2 separate regions of the Mus musculus genome follow, and region 1 is linked to region 2. The links are chromatin contacts, called in public Hi-C maps. All regions are on one chromosome and are shown on one strand. Each heading gives the region's core, a stretch centred on a gene start, on an enhancer-like site or on the middle of the called end of the contact. The rest is flanking DNA. Distances are from core to core; before and after follow the strand shown. Region 1 overlaps Smyd3 (SET and MYND domain containing 3). Region 2 overlaps Kif26b (kinesin family member 26B).

Evidence for each region. Hi-C and Micro-C count contacts between places; a contact is called where the count stands out from the background.
Region 1: a contact with region 2 is called in a Hi-C map of the N1E-115 cell line, with 9 times the contacts expected there. The contact joins two enhancer-like sites. A contact is called at or near these places in 1 of 39 promoter capture datasets (hippocampal neurons), 21 of 484 Hi-C or Micro-C datasets (the C3H10T1/2 cell line, the G1E-ER4 cell line, the N1E-115 cell line and 10 more) and 1 of 9 other capture datasets (embryonic stem cells).

The regions. Positions count from the first base shown.
Region 1 is chr1:179,135,125-179,138,892 of GRCm38.p6, reverse strand. The region is part of intron 5 of Smyd3 (SET and MYND domain containing 3); the gene reads left to right. Among named protein-coding and RNA genes, the nearest start is that of Gm31349, 190 kb to the left of the region's middle. Within about 2 kb of position 2,347, at least 53 of the 459 cell types and tissues checked have an H3K27ac peak or open chromatin away from gene starts, as enhancers often do. A contact at or near this core is called in the N1E-115 cell line, where this site is marked.
Region 2 is chr1:178,703,410-178,707,206 of GRCm38.p6, reverse strand. All of the region lies in intron 3 of Kif26b (kinesin family member 26B), which reads right to left. Among named protein-coding and RNA genes, the nearest start is that of Gm24405, 68 kb to the right of the region's middle. Within about 2 kb of position 2,241, at least 1 of the 459 cell types and tissues checked has an H3K27ac peak or open chromatin away from gene starts, as enhancers often do. A contact at or near this core is called in the N1E-115 cell line, where this site is marked.

The sequences.
Region 1 (3,768 bases), core at 1,098-3,597, 430 kb before region 2:
TTGAGGGTGGTGCCATCCTGGGGCTGGTGGTCCTGATTCTATAAGAAAGCAGGCTGAGCAAGCCTGTAAACAGCTCCCCTCCATGGCTTCTGCATCAGCTCCTGCCTCCAAGTTCCTGCCCTGCTTGAGTTCCTGTTCTGACTTCCTTCATTGAAGAACAGTGATGAGGAACTGTAAGCCACATAAACCCTTTCCTCCCCAATTTGCTTTTGTTCACAGTGTTTCATCACAGCAACATAACTCTCACTAAGACAACTACTTATTTATTCTTTGAGACTTTGAGACAAAAATATATTCATACAATATACTTTGGTTTTGTTTTTTTCTTCCCCCAACTTTTCTCAGCCCCCCCCCCTCCACTTCCCTACCTACTCAACTTAAAGTTCTTTTTCTCTTAGAAAAAAACAAATAAACAACAAAACCCTAGGAGTCCAGTTTGTATTGGCCACCCACTCATAAGTGTGGGCCTTCTTTGTGATGTGGGTGATAACCCTCTTCAGTGAAGAAAACTGATTTCCCTTCACCAGCAGCTATCAGTTGCAGATATCGTCCTGGTTCTGGGTAGGACTTCATGCCCACTTCCTTTCCCTCGGATGGGCTGGGATCTTGTCTGGCCTGAGCTTGTGCAGATCTTGTGCATGTTGTCACGGTCTCTGTGGCTTCACGTGCGCATCTCTCCTGTTGTGTCTAGAAACTGCCGTTTCCTTTGAAGTCATCCGCTTCTGCCTCTTAAAATCTTTCTGACCCACCTTCTACATAGGTCCTTGAGAGGAGGGGTATGATGCAGATATTCCAATTAGAGCACTTCAAAGTCTCTTCTTCCCCACAGTTGACCAACTGTGAGGCTCCGTGTTAATTACTACCTAATACAAGAAGCAGCTTTTCTGATGGTGGCTTAGTGATCACTGGTCTGTGTGGGTATAGCAACATGCCATCTGGGCCTGTTTAATTACTATGTTCATTTAGAAATAATAGGAGTGGATGTTCCCTTAGGGTCTGTGATCTGTTGAGCCTCCGGTTCTTGCCTTCAGTGATAATGCGAGCTGTGTGTATGGGTGTTTTGTCTGCATGTATGTATGTGTCCACAAGCATGCTCGGTGCTCATGGAGGCCAGGAGAGTTATTAGATCCCTGGGACTGGAGTTACAGTTGTAAGCTGCCATGTGGGTATTGGTAGTTGAACCTGGGTCCTCTGGAAGAGCAGCCAGTGCTCTTAACCCCTGAGCCATCTCTCCAGCCCCCTACCCTCAATGATTTTTTTCTTCCTTTTTAAATTGGTGCTGGAATGGACACCTAGAGCTTCCTGTGGCTAAGCAAGTATGGTACCAGTGACTGAGACCCCCCATATACCAATGAAGTATGCCTGTGTCTTAGAGTCACTCTTAGGGTTCTTGAGTAATTTCATCCTTATAACTTTCACATGATTCTCTCCCTGATGTTTTGAATTTTTTGCTGGTGGTTTGGTGGCATCCAGGCTGTTTCTGATAGTGTCTGAGCCATTCCCCGTGCTCCTCAGTGTGCTCCTCCCCATTGCATGGGTTTTGCAATTTCTCCACATCCTCACCAAATTGATTTTTTATTTTTAAATGATAGCCACCTAGTGGTGGTGTTGTGGTATGTCCTTGTGGTTGTTTCAAGGTGTCTGGATAACATATAAGAGCTGTGTCCTCTTAGGAGCCAGGTCGGTCACATCGTGCTTTTGACTGAGAGTCAGTGATCTTCTTGCCTTTCCCAAAGGCAGGTGAGAGATGAATGGATGTCACTTAAACGGCGGCTGAGCCTGGCCTCAGAGGGGCCAGCCCGTGACTCCTCACTCTGGAATCTACTTGTTCACAGGTGTTGCAGGCCTGGCTCCAGCCCAGCACAACATTTTCCCTGGAGGAATGCCACGCTGTGGATTTTCTTGTCTGCAGACGCTCTTGTTGCCAGACCTTACAGACAGGCTCGGGGAGCGTTCGGTCTGGCGGGCCTTGCCAGCTAGTGCCTGTGCATGACCCTTTGGTGGAGCGCTGCCAGGGAAGCCTGGGCGCTTGCAGGCACATGTGGGCGTGGCTGGGCACTCCCCGCCTCTTCCAATTGTTCTTAGATGGGCAAGGCTTCTCTTCTCAGCCCTTACCTTGGACTTCCTCCTGTGTCCCATCATTCAGCTGCCTGAGTCCCCACTTCCTTCCTGGAACTGAAGGTGCTGACCTTCTGCAGAAGGGACTGGAATTGTTCACATACACACCATTTGCATGGCTGAGAGGCTGGGAGGAAGCACTTGACAGGCAGACCTCCCACTTCGACCTGCCCCAGTTTGCATCTTGGATTTCCTCAGGGAAAATGGTCCCTCCTGCTATTGATTCACAGCTAAGATGAGATGTGATTACATAAGCTGAAAGTGCACTGCTGGCCAAGAAATGGTAGCTCTTGTCAGAGACCTCCAGCAGCTTCTCAAAGAGGCAGCCAGCCTTCTGTGATGCGTTAGTTACCAAGCATCATGGGCGTTTGATGAGTGAGGCTTAGGAACATTTAGATAAATGCTTTGTTTTGTTTCATTTCTTCATGTTTTCTAATAATTTAATTTTTCAAAGTAGCAATTTTACCTGTGTTTCTTTTATAGTGGGTTTTTTTTTTTTTAAGAATTTTATTTTGTTTGAGATAGGGTTTCATTATATAGTTGATGCTGGTCAGAAACGCACTATGTTGCCCAGGATAGCCTTAAACACACAGCAATCCTCCTGCCTCAGTTTTCTAAGTGCATGCACCCATCCAGTTTTTAAAGTGTCTTCATGTTTTTACTACTCACCCTCACAGGCCGTCCCATTATTCTAACCTACCTGGTGTAAGGGGAGGTGACAGGTCAACTAAGGGATCCATATTCCCAGCCAAGGATGCAAACTTGACTTGCTGACCAGGATCTTCCCTGCCTTTGAAACAAGCCCAGAGCTGCCTGCAGATGTTTGTAACTCAGATGTGGGAGGTGAGTGACTGTGTGACAAGAAATAAGCTCCAAGCACTTGGCTCCAAAACATGTCAGGGGAAAAAATGCCCATTGCAGAAGACAGACAGGGAAAAAACATGCGCCCCAGGAAGCTAGCCGCCCATGTGCCCTCTAACAGTCGCCTAGTCAGAAACCCGACTGCCAGGTGCTCATTCGCTGTGTGTGTGTGTGTATGTGTGTGTGTGCATGCGCATGCACGCGAGCTCTGCCTGTGTGTGTACATGGGTATGTGTGTATTTTTTTGTATATTAACATTTTTACTGCTCTGGGAGTTTCATGTCATGCACTCTGATCTTAATCCCTTCACAGTTCCATGTCTTCCCGCTTGCCCCTAAAAGAAGTAAAAAATAATTTTAAAACGGGGAGGGGAGAGTCCATTTTTGTGATATCTGTATACTTGCTGGAACATCGTCAGATTCTTAGTAGCATGTCCCTTAAATAGAGCTGAGCCCTTCCCTCCCCACACCTCTGCCCAAACCCATCAATTGTGAAGAGTTGCTCTTTGGCTTTTTGACACACTTTTTTAGCTCAGTTTTCCTCATTGGATATTCGGGCAAATTTTGTTGTTGTTGTTGTTTTTGTTTTTGTTTGTTTTTTTGTTTTTGTTTCTGATGTAACATATGGCCATGCCCCAGTTTATATCAGATAAACTTAACAGTTTCTTTGAAGTAGCACTGTCTAGTCTGGATAAGGACAGTTATAAATACCAAAGAGTCAGCAGTCACCTATATGAGAAGAAAATGAACGAGTATATGGTTATTGCCACAATACATTTCTACAAGCTCC
Region 2 (3,797 bases), core at 992-3,491:
CAAACTTTGTCTCTGTAACTCCTTCCAAGGGTGTTTTGTTCCCTCTTCTAAGGAGGGGCATAGTGTTCACACTTCAGTCTTCATTTTTCTTGAGTTTCATGTGTTTAGGAAATTGTATCTTATATCTTGGGTATCTTAGGTTTTGGGCTAATATCCACTTATCAGTGAGTACATATTGTGTGAGTTCCTTTGTGAATGTGTTACCTCACTCAGGATGATGCCCTCCAGGTCGATCCATTTGGCTAGGAATTTCATAAATTCATTCTTTTTAATAGCTGAGTAGTACTCCATTGTGTAGATGTACCACATTTTCTGTATCCATTCCTCTGTTGAGGGGCATCTGGGTTCCTTCCAGCTTCTGGCTATTATAAATAAGGCTGCTATGAACATAGTGGAGCATGTGTCCTTCTTACCAGTTGGGGCATCTTCTGGATATATGCCCAGGAGAGGTATTGCTGGATCCTCCGGTAGTACTATATCCAGTTTTCTGAGGAACCGCCAGACTGATTTCCATAGTGGTTGTACAAGCCTGCAATCCCACCAACAATGGAGGAGTGTTCCTCTTTCTCCACATCCACGCCAGCATCTGCTGTCACCTGAATTTTTGATCTTAGCCATTCTGACTGGTGTGAGGTGGAATCTCAGGGTTGTTTTGATTTGCATTTCCCTGATGATTAAGGATGTTGAGCATTTTTTCAGGTGCTTCTCTGCCATTCGGTATTCCTTAAGACAAAGGACAAGACCATCGAGACAGAGCTATCTCAGGCATACGTTAGTTCATCTTTGCAGGCATGCTAAATCACAATGCTTTAATGGAGAACCTCCAATCATGTGTCTCAGTGATTTATTAGCGTCATATAAGATGAGGAGTCTAGTAGGCTTGGAAAGAGGGCATCAGGTATCCTTAGAAGCACCATCATCACCATGAGTGTGGCTTGGCAATGGTGGTAAAAAAGTGGTATATTCAGCTTTGTTTTAAATTATTTTATGTGTGTGCTAATTATTGTATGCCTCCATATATGTCTGTGCACCACACAGTGCCTATAGAGTCTAAAAGAGGGAATTCCAGAGATCTCTGGAACGTGAGCTACAATGATGAGCTCCATGTGGATGCTGGGAGTTGAACCTGGGTCCTCTGAGAAAGCAGCCAGTGGTCCTAACTGCTGAGATCTCAATCCAGCCTAAAAGCACCATGTTTAATCCTGTCAACACCACTGTTATCGACAAGGGTATCAACTCTGCCGCATGGGAAAACGCTGGAGCAACGAATGCCATTGGCCTTGGTCAGTCTCTATCCTTGAGATGATAGATTCTGAGCAAGAGACAAACAATAAAAATTTGCATAAGGGGTGGAAAATGAAGCAGGGAGAGTGTGTCCCTCTGTCAGCTTGGTGCTGGCTGGCTGCAGCCACAGCTAGAGCAGGAAGTCTCAGAAAATGGGATCAAGGACCATAAGAACTCAGAAGCCAGGAGAGGAGAAATCAGGTCAGAGGCCATTCTCACTGCCCTGCCTCAGTTTTCCTTCCAGAAAACATGCTTTTTAGTTTAACTCAGAGCCGTGTAGTACTAGAAGACTCACAAGCACAGAAAACCAGAGACCCATTTCACAAACTGAGCTGTTGTTCTCCTGCCTAAAAAATAACCCTAGGCTTGGAAGACAAAGGCTGGACAGATCTAAATGTCTGAATACTGGCCCTATGTAACTCTTGCAAAATGGCTGTGTTTGTTAGTGATGCTGCCGAGGGTACATATAACGACATTAAGAGACTACACATTAGATTAGCTGGAACTGCAGTAGCATTTAATTCTAATACAGATCATGGCCTTTTCCATTTATGTTTAATCGGCCATGTTTTCTTGTCTGTAGAGGTCATCAGGATGTATCTCTAAGACTTCCAGAGTCTGTCACTGCTCTTTGTCTATATCTGAGCAATGCTTGTTGCAAGAGAGCAACGGTGCATCATGAGCTGGAACTGAAGAGCAGCCTACTTCCTTACATTTCCTTGAACTTCAACAGGCACGCACGCATGCACACATACACACTCGCACACACGCGTGCACACACACAGTGTCAGAGAGAGAGAGAGAGAGAAAGAGAGAGAGAGAGAGAGAGAGAGAGAGAGAGAGAGAGAGCTAAACAGTTTTTTAGGATAGACAATACTCAGTTGTAAGTAACCCACCGTAGCCTGAAAAATGGTCAGCAAGCTCAATTCAAAAACAACTTTGCAGTCTGCACAAGTGAGGAAACAATGTCAGGCATGCATGCATGCATGAGTATATGAGCGCTCTTCAAAATGGTAGAAAGGAGAGAAGAGCTCATAGAAGATGCAGGGATGAGGCATGCAGTTGCTGGAGACTAGATACAGAAACCACAACAGCATAAATCATAGCCAGAAACAAGCCAGAGGCAGGCTGGACCGAATGGAATTGGTATTGTCATCCCAGTGTCTGGAAAAGGGTGTGGCAGGCACTGGACCCTCAGTTAATGCTGTACGGACTAAGAAGAACTATTGTGGGGCTGGCTCAGTTGGAACAAAATTGGAAGCTTTGAATAAATCAGTTTCCTAATCTAGCCCAGTTTCCCCAGTGAGGGGAGCTGGTATATCTGGAATGAAATGACAGAACATGGCTGAGTGTGCCCTGTGGTCTAAGCCATAATGAAACACAAAGCGAGAACATTTAAAAATATAATGACATCCTTAAGTTTATCCTTACTCAGCCTTTCAGTGGCCTTTATGTGAAACCTTATGAACACGCCTGTGAAGAGACAACAGCAATAACATTACCCACTAGCACTGAAACCACTCGGGTGAACAAGGACTGACGTGTGGTCAGCTGACTGACCCATGATGCACTGCCCTACGTGGTTCCGGTTTTGACTTCATCTCATATTTTCTGTTTACCAACTGAAGAAATGGAAAATTCTGCACAATCAAAAAAAAAAAAGAGCCAGAAAAGCTCTTATATACTAGACCAAGTTTTATATGTCTATTGACACCTGTCAAGAAATCTGTCATAAGAGAGCAGAGCTCAAAACTAATTGAAGATCTCTGGCATACACAGAGAAAAGCGAACATTGTCTATGGGTGAGCTTTAAAAGCCAGGGTTCAGTTGTACACAAAGTTCCAGCTGCAGGACCTCATTACAGTCAGTTAACCTCGCCACATCCTAATGGTTCAAATCAGAGGTACGCCAGAAGGAATATTTGGCTAGAGGGACCCTCAGATATCTTTATTCTCAAAAATGGCTTAAGACTCAAAACCAATCTGCTAACCCTTCCCCCCACAAACCTACACACAAAATGGCCAGCTGGAGGGCTGAGCTCATGGCACTCTCTGACAGTTTGGGGATCAGTCTCTTCCCCTCTGAGTTTAGGGTCACTTGCTGTATCTGTCACACCATTCCTACAAGTCAGGGACAGCATGTCACAGTCACAGCGTTGTCTGCTGTGAAGCTCCCGGCCGCTGACCCTAATCAAGCAGATCTTAATCTTGTTACTGAACCCACGACCTTTGGCCTCCGATGCTTTCTAAACTGGTCCATCTAACAGGCCTAGCTTATTAACTAAATATGCTTATATGTGTCATCGCCCTCCCCTTCTCTGAGAAAAGTAACATTGAGAACGCTTTGGAACTTGAGTAATGCCCAAATACTCTCTCTACTTCCGTAATTACAAATTCTCATAGAGAACACTAAAATACAGTTTTTAAACATTTTTTTTTAAATCCTGGACCTCATGACTTGTAAAACAAAATTCCAAAGTTAATTTTTTTCTTTTTCAGATTTATTCAAATTTA